Regions from separate parts of the Zea mays genome. Here region 1 is linked to region 2. A link is a contact called in public Hi-C data. All regions are on one chromosome and are shown on one strand. The core of a region is the stretch at or near the end of the contact, and the rest is flanking DNA. Distances in the headings are between cores, read along the strand shown.

Region 1 (5,395 bases), core at 195-2,694, 34 kb after region 2:
TGGACGGGCGCGGGACAACGTGCCAACGTCCAGGTCCGGAGGTCCCATCCGGCCATCCGAACTCCATCGTACCGTCTCCCACCGTCCGTCCGATACCCCAGGAAAGCGCTGGAGCCCCGACAAAACCCAGGTTGGATTCTGGTGCCACTGCCATTGCACCTCGCGCAGCCCTCCGCGATATTTTCTCATCGCCTGCGTCGCGTCAGTGTCACCAGCTTTGCTGCTTTTGGGCGAGGGGCCCAGGTTGCCGTGGTGCTCTAGTGGGGCGTGCGATGCACGACAGCACGAGCTCGTCCCACGGTGTGTTTAGTTTAGCTGCCAATCGCACGGTTATTGGTGATTTTTCTGCCTTTGGATTCTCTAGCCTTTTTCTTTGGGAAATTGGAACCCCTAGTCTTCTTTAGAAAATATAGTTGGCAAGGATACGGTCTCATGATTTTACAGTTATTGACAGTTTGTATCTGGTTCGAACGATGTAATTCTTTATTTCTTAAACTTAGGATGTTTTTGGCATAGCCATTAACAACGACACCAACTAAGTAAAATAGTAATACCAGAGTGAATATCGATTACATCTTATTTCATACAATATTCAAATGAAAAATACAAAAGAGCAGTTTTTATGGCCATACCATTTTTTTATACTCCAACAGACTATGTTGTACCACAAACAAAAATATTGGGAAAAAATAAATCTTAATAATCCTAAATTTGTAATTGCATAAAAGTTTTCAGGTTGCTTTACAACATGACTACGATCTTAGCAGACTTCTCACACACTGTTAACATTGAAACCGCTTATGGTTGAAGTTTCATAAAACAATTATTTGTATTTAACAGGATGTTATATGAAAGTTTTAAATAATATAGCAACAATTTTGAAATCGGAGAAAAGTTAAGGGGGTGTTTGGTTTCTAGGGACTAATGTTTAGTCCCTTCATTTTATTCCTTTTTAGTGTATAAATCGCTAAATATAGAAACTAAAATAAAGTTTTAGTTTCTATATTTTGTAATTTTGGAACTAAAATGGAATAAAATCTAGGGACTAAACATTAGTCCCTAGAAACCAAACACCCCTTAAGTCTATTAAAGGATAAAATTCTCCTATATGATTAACGACTCTCTATATACCGTAAAATAAAATACATATAAAACTCTGGAATACGGTTTTTTATTAACGGTTAATATTGTATCTCTATTTTATTTTACTCTACAACTCAAGATTACATTTTTTATTAAAGGTAAACATTGTATCTCTATTAAAACCTAAACAGTTTTGAAAAAACAATCATCAAGCTCTCTGTTACCCGGCCCACCAGTCACCACACCACACCCAAACACAAGTAGGGCGGTTCACGAGCAGCGTGGGGAGACAGGACGCCCATCCGGTTCCTTAATTAAAAGCGCCCCAACGCTTTCCCTTCTTTCCTCGCTGCTATTCCCACACCTCGTGCGGCGGTGGCCCAACCAAAGGTCAGCCGGGGCGCTTGAGGCGGTGAGTCCTCGTCCTCGTCCGATATCGCAGCGGAACAAGGTCATGGGCTTCCAGGTGGCTGCCGTGGCACCGCCGCCGTGCGCGCGCTCCTCCTCCGCCTTATCGTCGCCCTCGACCTCCTCGCGGCCGTTGCCCGCCTTCCTCGGAGGCGGCGGCGGATGCGCCGGGCTCGCGAGATCCCGGGCACCCGTAAACTGGGGAACCGGCGTGATGGTGCGGCGCCCGCGCCCGGCTCGGACGCCAGCGAGGTGCGCGCTGAGCGCGAGTTTGGATGGGATGGGTGGCGGGGACGCGGAGTTCATGAAGAGGATCGAGGAGCTCGCTGCGGCGGCTGGGGTGCAGCCGGCCGGCCCGGCGGGTTGCGGCTGGCCCGCGAGCGTGGAGCTGAGCGCGAGCAACGTCGGGCTGCCGCTGTCGCTGCGGATGCTGAAGCGGAAAAAGCAGCAACAGCAGGCGCAGCTGCATGCTGTAGCGCGTCCTTCACGCTGGGACGATGGGCTGCTGGGCTCCGCCGGGGAGTCGGTGGGCCGCGCCTTCTCCTCCATGGTGCTCATCGTGCGGGAGCTGCAGAGCTTCGCGCTGCAGCAGATGCGCGACGCGCTGCTCTGCGACGACCTGCAGGGCGTCCTGGCGCGTGTGCAGGGCGAGATGCACGACTCCTTCGTCTGGCTCTTCCAGCATATCTTCGCGGGCACGCCGGCGTTCATGGTCTCCCTCATGCTCCTCCTCGCCAACTTCACCGTCCAATCGATGGGCCGCAGCGTCGCCGCTGCGGCCGCCACCATCCCGCCTACTGCGCCTGCTGTCGCCCTTGTCAACGCCCAGCGCCCCGAGCCGTCACGTCCGCGGTTCGACGCGGCTTCGGTGAAGACGTTCTCCGTCGACCGGATGGCCTCGGTCGGGGGGGACATCGGCGGTGGCGGCAAGACCCCGCCTGTCGCGGGTGCCACCGGCGACGGCCGGTCGGACGAGTCCTTATATCGGCTAAGCCGTGTGTCGCCGCAGCAGCCGTCGGCACCCCCTGTGGCTGAGGTCGCCCAAGACGCTGCGGACGCGGACGAGCAGGCCATTTGGGAAATGATGCTCGCGGAGGCCCTGAAGGCCAGCCCGCGCACCGAGGAGCTGAGCGATCCGGACGTGCTCAGAAGCCTCGTCGCGCCGGTGGAGGCGGAGCTGGAGACCGAGGACCACGCCGAGCACACGCTGACGGAGCAGAGATACGAGCAGGCCGTCGCCGCTGAGCCCAACAATCCGCTCATCCTCGCCAACTTCGCGCAGTTCCTCTACCTCGTGCAGAACGACCACGACCGGTAGGTCCCCTCCGTCCACGCCCACAAACTGTTCGACGAATTGCCAACGCAGCCGCAGCTATTCACCAATAAACGCTCATCTCTTCGCAGGGCGGAGCACTACTTCGAGAGAGCAGTGCGCGCTGAGCCGGCGGACTCGGAGGCGCTGAGCCGGTACGCTACTTTCCTATGGAAGGCGCGGAACGACCTCGCCGGCGCGGAGGACACCTACCAGGAGGCCATCGCGGCCGATCCCGGGAACGCCCACCACGCCGCGGCCTACGCGCACTTCCTCTGGAACACCGGAGGTGAGGACACATGCTACCCACTCGATTGACGCGCGCCATCGGCACCGCAGCGGCCGCGCCGAGGGACCAACAGGGCCCGGCCGGCCAAGAGAGAAAAAAAATAATAATAAGAGAATTCAAGAAGTAAAGTTCTTGCAGCATGCACGGGCACGGGGGCGGAGGCCACGCGGCGAGACGCCTAGACCACGACATCACACCATGGCCCGGGCGGTGGAGTGGAGCTGACACATGATATCGTCCCCCTTTTTACTTAGTCTGATTAGAAGATTGCGTGCGTGCCGTGGGCAGTGGAGTGAGTTGTGATCCAGGAGGACACGGTGGTGGTGGTGGTGGTGGTGTTTCTTCCCGCGCTCCGGGAACCGCGGCGGAGAAGGACGGGCCTCGGTCGTCGGGACCAACCGGCGGCCGGAAGGCATGGACGGCTGGCTATAGAAACGTGGTAGAGCGCAGAGTCGTCGAGGGCGACGAGGTGGCATGGATCAGGGATGGGATGTTCTATGGAATACTCTAGTGTATAGCGACTCGCATCATGTAATTATGTACTAGATGTGGAAAAAATAACACCCGAATAAGAAGTATCCCGGTAAAGTACCGACCTCGGATCTAGCGTGTTTGTACCCCCGATACTCCTCGTGACCGCTGTCATCGGCGATCCAATCTTTGCTCTGCGTTTCATTTACGGGTGGAAAGTGAGAACGTCGTCTGCACACCGAGCACGAATTCACGATTACTGGCTCGTTGCATATCCTGTTGAAGAATAAGTGATGGTCTCTGATACAGAGAGGATCTGGTAGGCGCGTCTCCCAGTAGTCATAAAGATTGGTACACGGAAACCTGTACGCAATGATTGACCCCAAACATACTGTACGTTATAGCCGCAGCACACATGTTTTGCAACGGTGCTCACGGGCACATGGTCCGGGCAGTGAAGCAGAGTAAAAACACCGAAAGAGGCACGCTATACAAACTAGCTCCTTCTAAGCAGCGGCACAACTCTACTTGGCTACTTCCTCCTCCGTCCTCCCGACCTCCCGTGAGCTGTGGCACGTCCATCCCGTGTGTCCGAGCCAGTCTATCGTCAGGAAATGGGTAGTTCAGTTCGTACACAGGAAGTCCTCTAGGGCTCTAGGCTCTGGCCTTTTCCGAGCAGCGCTGACCACGTATTGCGTAGATTATCGTCTTTGCTGGAAAAGATATTTACCAGATTCTCACGGGCGCTTCGTGCCACAGTCGTCGTCCGAAATGCCTTTTATATAATACTGCACAGCACAACACTGGAGAAGTCTAGTAGCGCCCTCCCCTCCCCTCCCCCGGCTTTGACACGACACCTAACCCGTCGCACTCGTCCACCGGCCTGCTCCGATACCCGGATCACGGAAAAGAGCGCGTGCGACCACCATGGCCTTCCGCGCGACACAGCCCGTTACAGTCTTACAGAGTGCGACGAGTCTATCCTGTCAGATGCCATGGTACGGATGATTCTAATTTCTAATGCACCAGGGGCGCGCGTCCAAACCCGGCATGGGGCGTGCGAAGACAGATACGAAAGCGTGGGTTGCTCGACATAACGCGGGGTTTCGATGGTTCGGGTCCTTCGCCGTGCGCGGACGTCGGCACGACCTTGACGGGGGCGGCACATGCCTGCCTTGCGAGTCGCTGCTGGATCAGCTGGACAAATGCGTTCGGTGCTTGTGCATCAACCCACAAATGCATGCAGTTTCATTATAACTACGAAAAGTTGAAGTGATATTTTATTAGAATGGAAAGTTATAGCTTAACAACATATGAACTGCCAGGGAATGAGTCAGTATTTTAGGAACTGCAAAAAAATGGAACCATTATGGTCTATGGATAATGTGCAATACCTTCAGTTTCAACAAGTAGCTTGAAACAATATCATAGAACTCCAAATCGGATAGAAGGGAGAGGGAGGTGATGATATCTTACGGATCAACTCAGGATGAGGTGATGGCCGGTGCTCTGACTGATGAAAGGTGTGAGAAACCTATAATAACGGCATGGAATGGACTTGGGCCGGTTGAGATAGTGAGTCCATCTGAGGAATCTGCGATCCGTTCAAGGGCAAGCTGTGCTGGTGATACACGTGAATGAAGTGAGCTATCCCAAATTGGGCATGCAAGCCAACAACTACTACAGGCCTCCCTTCACATGGGCCATGGCCCAACATATGATTCGATACATCTACAAAACGTTTCTATTTTATTTTCGAAATCAGGTATGGCACGCACGATTCCTTTTGGAACCCTAAGACCGGCTCCACTTGACTCTGACTCTCAATTTAA
Region 2 (5,317 bases), core at 1,446-3,945:
GTTGGTGGCTGTCACCGCCTAGATGGCTTTGAGGCACTGGAGGATCATTAAGCGAATTTAGTGATTGTTGTCGGCTCCGATCATCGGATTGTAACTGTTTTTGTGGTCATCCCTGTGGGAGATTTACAAAGACCAACTCTAGTAGAAAAAGATGGCTTCTTGGAGTTCTCTTCTAGAATTATTCTCATGATGCCTGGTGTATGCCTTGACTTGTTATGCAAATTAACACATGAATTATCTAAGAATAGACTCGCCATAATGAGAACACAGGTTGTCGGCAAGCAACCGAGCCTCGGGATAAATATCGTTTCTACCTTTTGTCCTTTGTGGTTTGCATTCAAAGCCCTCTTGTTATTACTTTTACTTATTATATTTCATAGTTAGTAGAATAATTTATTTTTTTGCTAGTAGCTTTATTATTGTTATTGTTGCCCTTTGTTACTAAGCAAGAAATATACGAGAACTGGATAAAAATGTAATCACATATAAGATTTTTATCTTATCTCTAGTTCTTGTCATAAGTTTTTGTTAGAAAAAGGTTTTATAGGCTATTCACCCCTCTATAGTCACCTAGATCCTATCAATGGGACATGCATGTGTGTCGGAGGTGTGAGGGTGCGAGAGTGAAAGATAGAGATGAGGAAGGAAGCTTACGGTGTAAACTTCATAATATTTGTCGGCTGGTGCAGACCTATGGAAATTAATCAATTTAATGGAGTTAGCTAAAAGTTTGCGAAATTTATTTTGGTCCACTAAAAATTCAATATATTCTATCATGCTAGTGGTCAAGTCACGCAGTCCAAGTGTCGAGGAGGCACGAATGGTACTTACCGACAGTACTCTCAAAATCTAACGATCCCCTCTCGTAGTTGCTTCCGTCGTGGCATGATGCACTAAAGGCATGTTTGGTTTGTGGCTAAATGTGACACACTTTGCCTAAGGTTAGTCGTTCGAATTGAATAACTAACCTTAGGCAGAAAAGTTAGCCAAAGTGTGGCAATTGAGGTAACGAACCAAACATGCCTTAAGCCTTACAACTTTGTACAACGTTAGTAGCTAACTGACAGTAGAATGCATTCAATTATAAACTAAGACCGCGTCTAATAGTTCACTCATATAGTCATCCAAAACATTGTTTTACATTGTAAACTGCACTGTTCGTAGAGTGAGGTTTGAATATAGGTATAGAGATAATAAGCTGTTGAAAATAGCCTAACAACAAATAGTTGAAGAACCTCTACCTTACATATGGACATGAGATCAAAGTCACTCTTGCGATCCAAACTCCCACACCGCCATGCCTGTCTCTTATGTTCATCGACCAGCACCCTAGGGTCGGCGATGAACCCCATGGCCTTCTCGGACTCACCTACCAACATTTCTGCCCCGATGACCACGTCGACACCAAGAAATGCCGTGAAGTGATGATGCACCTCTTACATGTTGGAATTTGGCATATTTAAAACTAATTGTGGGTGACCCAATCATATAAGGAAGCAAAGGTAGTTTGTTAGGATGATATGAGGGGCTTTAGTCCCACATTGCTTATCAAGTAGGAGATAACCAATTTATATGTGAGGTGTGCACTAGTCTTCACATGTGACAAGCAAATGGCTATAGAGGCTGCTATGAACTGACCATGCTCGGTCGTGTTTCTCGTTTTTTTTCCTAAAATTAATGAGTGAATTGTGACTTGCGACGATGCGCGATTGCGTCGTGATGTGTTCTAAACAACAATTTCATTTTTCCTTTTATTTTTTGTTATTGAGTACCACACCTAGACTGCCACCGTGTGGTTGCACGTAAAGAGATTCTAGGGGGATAATTAATAGAATTTAGCCGATCGAATTTTGTAGATTGCAGTGACTTCTTTATAAAGGGAGACATCCTTCAGATGGAGGTCCACCACAAACAACCGACTCATATTATCCTAGATTATATGTGTCGTCGCTTCACTGTTGTGTTGTTGTGCCTGTGTTTGTCATGCAACAGATCGAAATTTGTAGGGATCGATGACCCGCACATATACCGGCGAATTAGGTTTTTGTGAATTGTGTCTCGCACGTCCTTTTATGTTCTTCAACTTCAGTCGTGGGAAGCATAATAAGTAAAATTGCATCTTCTGTTTATCGTGATGCACATCTTTTGGATAGATTTGTTGTTTGTTTATCTTATGTGTGTTAATTGCCATGGTTTAATTAATGGGAATTAATATCTGTAATATGATAGTAGTTCTGTTTGTATTACACTTACACATTTACACAATACGGCAATATGGTCAAATTAATCTTATGCCGTGTTAAGTGTGTAACACTCCCGAACGAGCGGAAGACGCGCCAGCCCTCCGGGTGGACGTCGCCGGCGTAGAACCTTGGGAGCACGGACCGGGCAACGCCCTCGGTGTCCCTTACCTCGAGGCCCGCCACGGCGACGTAGAGGAACGCGCGCACGGCCAGGGTCTCGGACACGGTGACGTAGGTGAGGTACACGAAGGGCACGGACATGAGATGGAGTGGTGATTGGTGAAGGTGCAATCCGGCGTGGCAGTTACTGAATTTTTCGTGCTTTTCGACGTGAGGCCGTTTGCCGCTTGGCATGTTGGGCTGGGACATTTCGTGGGGGCCCTTGGTTAGATCACGACGCTGGGCTTTCAAGTCGCGCTTGCAGAGGCCAAAACTTTCTGAAGCAGTAAAATGGTGGTGAACTTTGGGCCGTGATGCCGTGCGCTTTTCTGCAGTGGACAGCTTGAGTTTGAATTTTATAGAGTACGAGGCTGCGAGCGTTCCTGCCTGGGACAGCTCGTTAGGCTTTAGATTAAAGTTGATAACTCTATTTCACAAAAAAGTTAACTAAGTGGTATAGATTCACCAAATTTGGATCTACCAAAGTAGTAGATCCCAGGGTCAGTTTCACTATTTTGTTAGAGATCTTGTTGACACGCCAAAACATCTAACATGAAATTTTTGTTAGGTCCCGTTTGTTTCCTTTCATTTTGATGAATTGGAATCTTACTAATGAAATAGGCTAACTTTTTTAGAATGTGACATTCCACCACTTTCCAAAGTTATTATATAAGTCTATCTCAAATTCATGGGGTGAGAGATGGAAATTGGTTCTATAGATTTACATGCTATGTTTCTGATGTACAACTTATAGCACACTATTATACTTGATTTGTTATAACATAAATGTAGTATATAACTATCTCTCTCATATGATTTAGAATAATATACAAATATCTTACATATATATAAATATATGAACTTAATTAGTTTTCTCTAAATTATAATTATTAAAATGAAATTCAATTTCAACGAAACAAACGGGGCCTTAGAGTTTTGTGACACTCGGTAGACTCTATTGATGATACTAGTAAGAAGGAACCGACGACGTTCTAGGGTAACATAGCAACCACCTACAATTCCACTACAGAAGTTCATCGCCATTGTACCCCAAGCAGCCAAAGGATCCGTGTTCGATGAGCAACGAGAAGGTCATCTTTTTCAACGGTCATGGTCCGATCGAGTGGAACAAATGATGCTTCGCAACAAGCCTGATAGGACGGAGTTCAAACTATAGCAAACCTGTTCGCTGCGACTTATTTTGAAACGGCTTCTACTTTTTCTACAGTATTTTGTCTCTATAAATTGCAGTTGCACCAGTCTAAACAGTTGGTTTAAATCCGCAGCGAGCAGGCAGTAACATATGTGGCGCGCACTTCGCCATTAGCCCAAGTGGTACACAGGGCACGGTGACGATAACTCAGGTGATAGGAGCAAAATATCTTTTCAGAAGTTGGACGATGATCATAGCTACCCAACACAGGAAAGTGTGAACACACCACCCTATGGGTCCGGTTGTGACAGGGCAAAAGCTCAACAAAAAGGAAGGACCCAACAACAATTAATGACGAGTCCACATCTATACAAAACAGAAAGAAATATTAAAGAAGCTCTACAAGGCTAACATGTGGATGTTTTAAACTAAATTATTTGAGCAATTAATCAATTACTGTAAAATATGTGAAAGAGGAAGATGAAGAAGATGAGTAATAATTTATTAGTTATATTTATGAATTATCTATTTTCTATCTTTAGTTTAAGTTATGTAATTTCTAATTGTTTTTTTATGAATTATGTAATTTTTTGTTTAGTTATGTAATAAGATGTATTTTATTTTGATAAAACAATCACATATTATGTTAACTGAAAATCCATAAAATAAAAGGTTGATATAGTGCTAAAATGGTTGTATATTAAGACTAAAGATCGTACATTAGTCAGTAGCTAATGTTATAACCAGCCTAAAGATGCATGTGTCCATGGGAACACCGTTGTTATTGGCACTTTGCCACTTTGTCTCCTACCGTCCTAGTTACACTTCGTTCAGTGCACAAGTTTGCAACCACCGCATTTACGGTCTCCACCCTAGCACCTCTCCTACCTAGCCTCCTTTCTTACCTCTTATTTTGAACTCCAGTCTAAATTAGCAATGTTGTCTATAGTGTAAAATAGTATTTTGTATTGTCATATACACGATCTACTAGTCACAACATAAAAAGTTGTCCCACATTGTTTGCCTTTCATCTTCCTATGAATGCATCTCCAGCTTTTAAGATTGACAATGAGTATAAAATTCATGGGTATATGGTTTGCGAAATCATATCCACGATATAAATATTAAAACCAACACTTGTTACCTAAAAGAGTATATTGTGATTACGTATATTCACGGATACAACTTTTTCATGAGAAATTGGGAATCAAATTTATATCCATACACATGAGTATAAACTCACACCTACATCCATATATTATATAGAAATTTTAGACATGCGGATAATATAAATTTGTGCCATCCGAGCAGGAGCGTGCGGATGGAGCCAGTTAATATTAGTGTTTGGTTCAGTAACTAATTAGAATAAAGCGGGCTCTGTCGGGGACCATAATTAGGGTACCCTCAAGACTCCTAATTCTCAGCTGATAACCCCCATCAGCATAAAGCTGCTAAGGCCTGATGGATGCGATTAAGTCAGGGATCGGTCCATTCGAGCGACTTGATCACGCCTCGCCCGAGCCTAGCCTCGGACAAGGGCAGCCGACCCCGGAGGATTTCCGTCTCGCCCGAGGCCCCCCTCCGACGGCGAACATATTTCCGGCTCGCCCGAGGCCCTGCCTTCGCTAAGAAGCAACCCTGACTAAATCGTCGCACCGACCGACCAAATCGCAGGAGCATTTAACGCAAAGGTGGCCTGACACCTTTATCCTGACGCGCGCCCCCCGGCAGAGCCGAAGTGACCGCCGTCACTTCGCCGCTC

The links. A called contact is a pair of places that touch in the nucleus more often than the background predicts.
Region 1: a Hi-C map of leaf shows a contact between it and region 2, with 7 times the contacts expected there. The contact joins the promoter of LOC100277843 here to the enhancer-like site in region 2. A contact is called at or near these places in 11 of 25 Hi-C or Micro-C datasets (bundle sheath, ear, endosperm and 4 more).

What each region holds. Positions count from the first base shown.
Region 1 is chr6:160,076,447-160,081,841 of Zm-B73-REFERENCE-NAM-5.0, forward strand. It overlaps LOC100277843, which reads left to right and starts at 1,445. Exons shown (of 3, transcript NM_001147715.2): 1 at 1,445-2,805; 2 at 2,896-3,092; 3 at 3,231-3,686. The coding sequence starts at 1,538. The coding sequence ends at 3,274.
Region 2 is chr6:160,041,081-160,046,397 of Zm-B73-REFERENCE-NAM-5.0, forward strand. No RefSeq gene overlaps it. Among protein-coding and RNA genes, the nearest start is that of LOC100277843, 34 kb to the right of the region's middle. Within about 2 kb of position 2,696, at least 17 of the 20 cell types and tissues checked have an H3K27ac peak or open chromatin away from gene starts, as enhancers often do. A contact at or near this core is called in bundle sheath, ear, endosperm and 2 more, where this site is marked.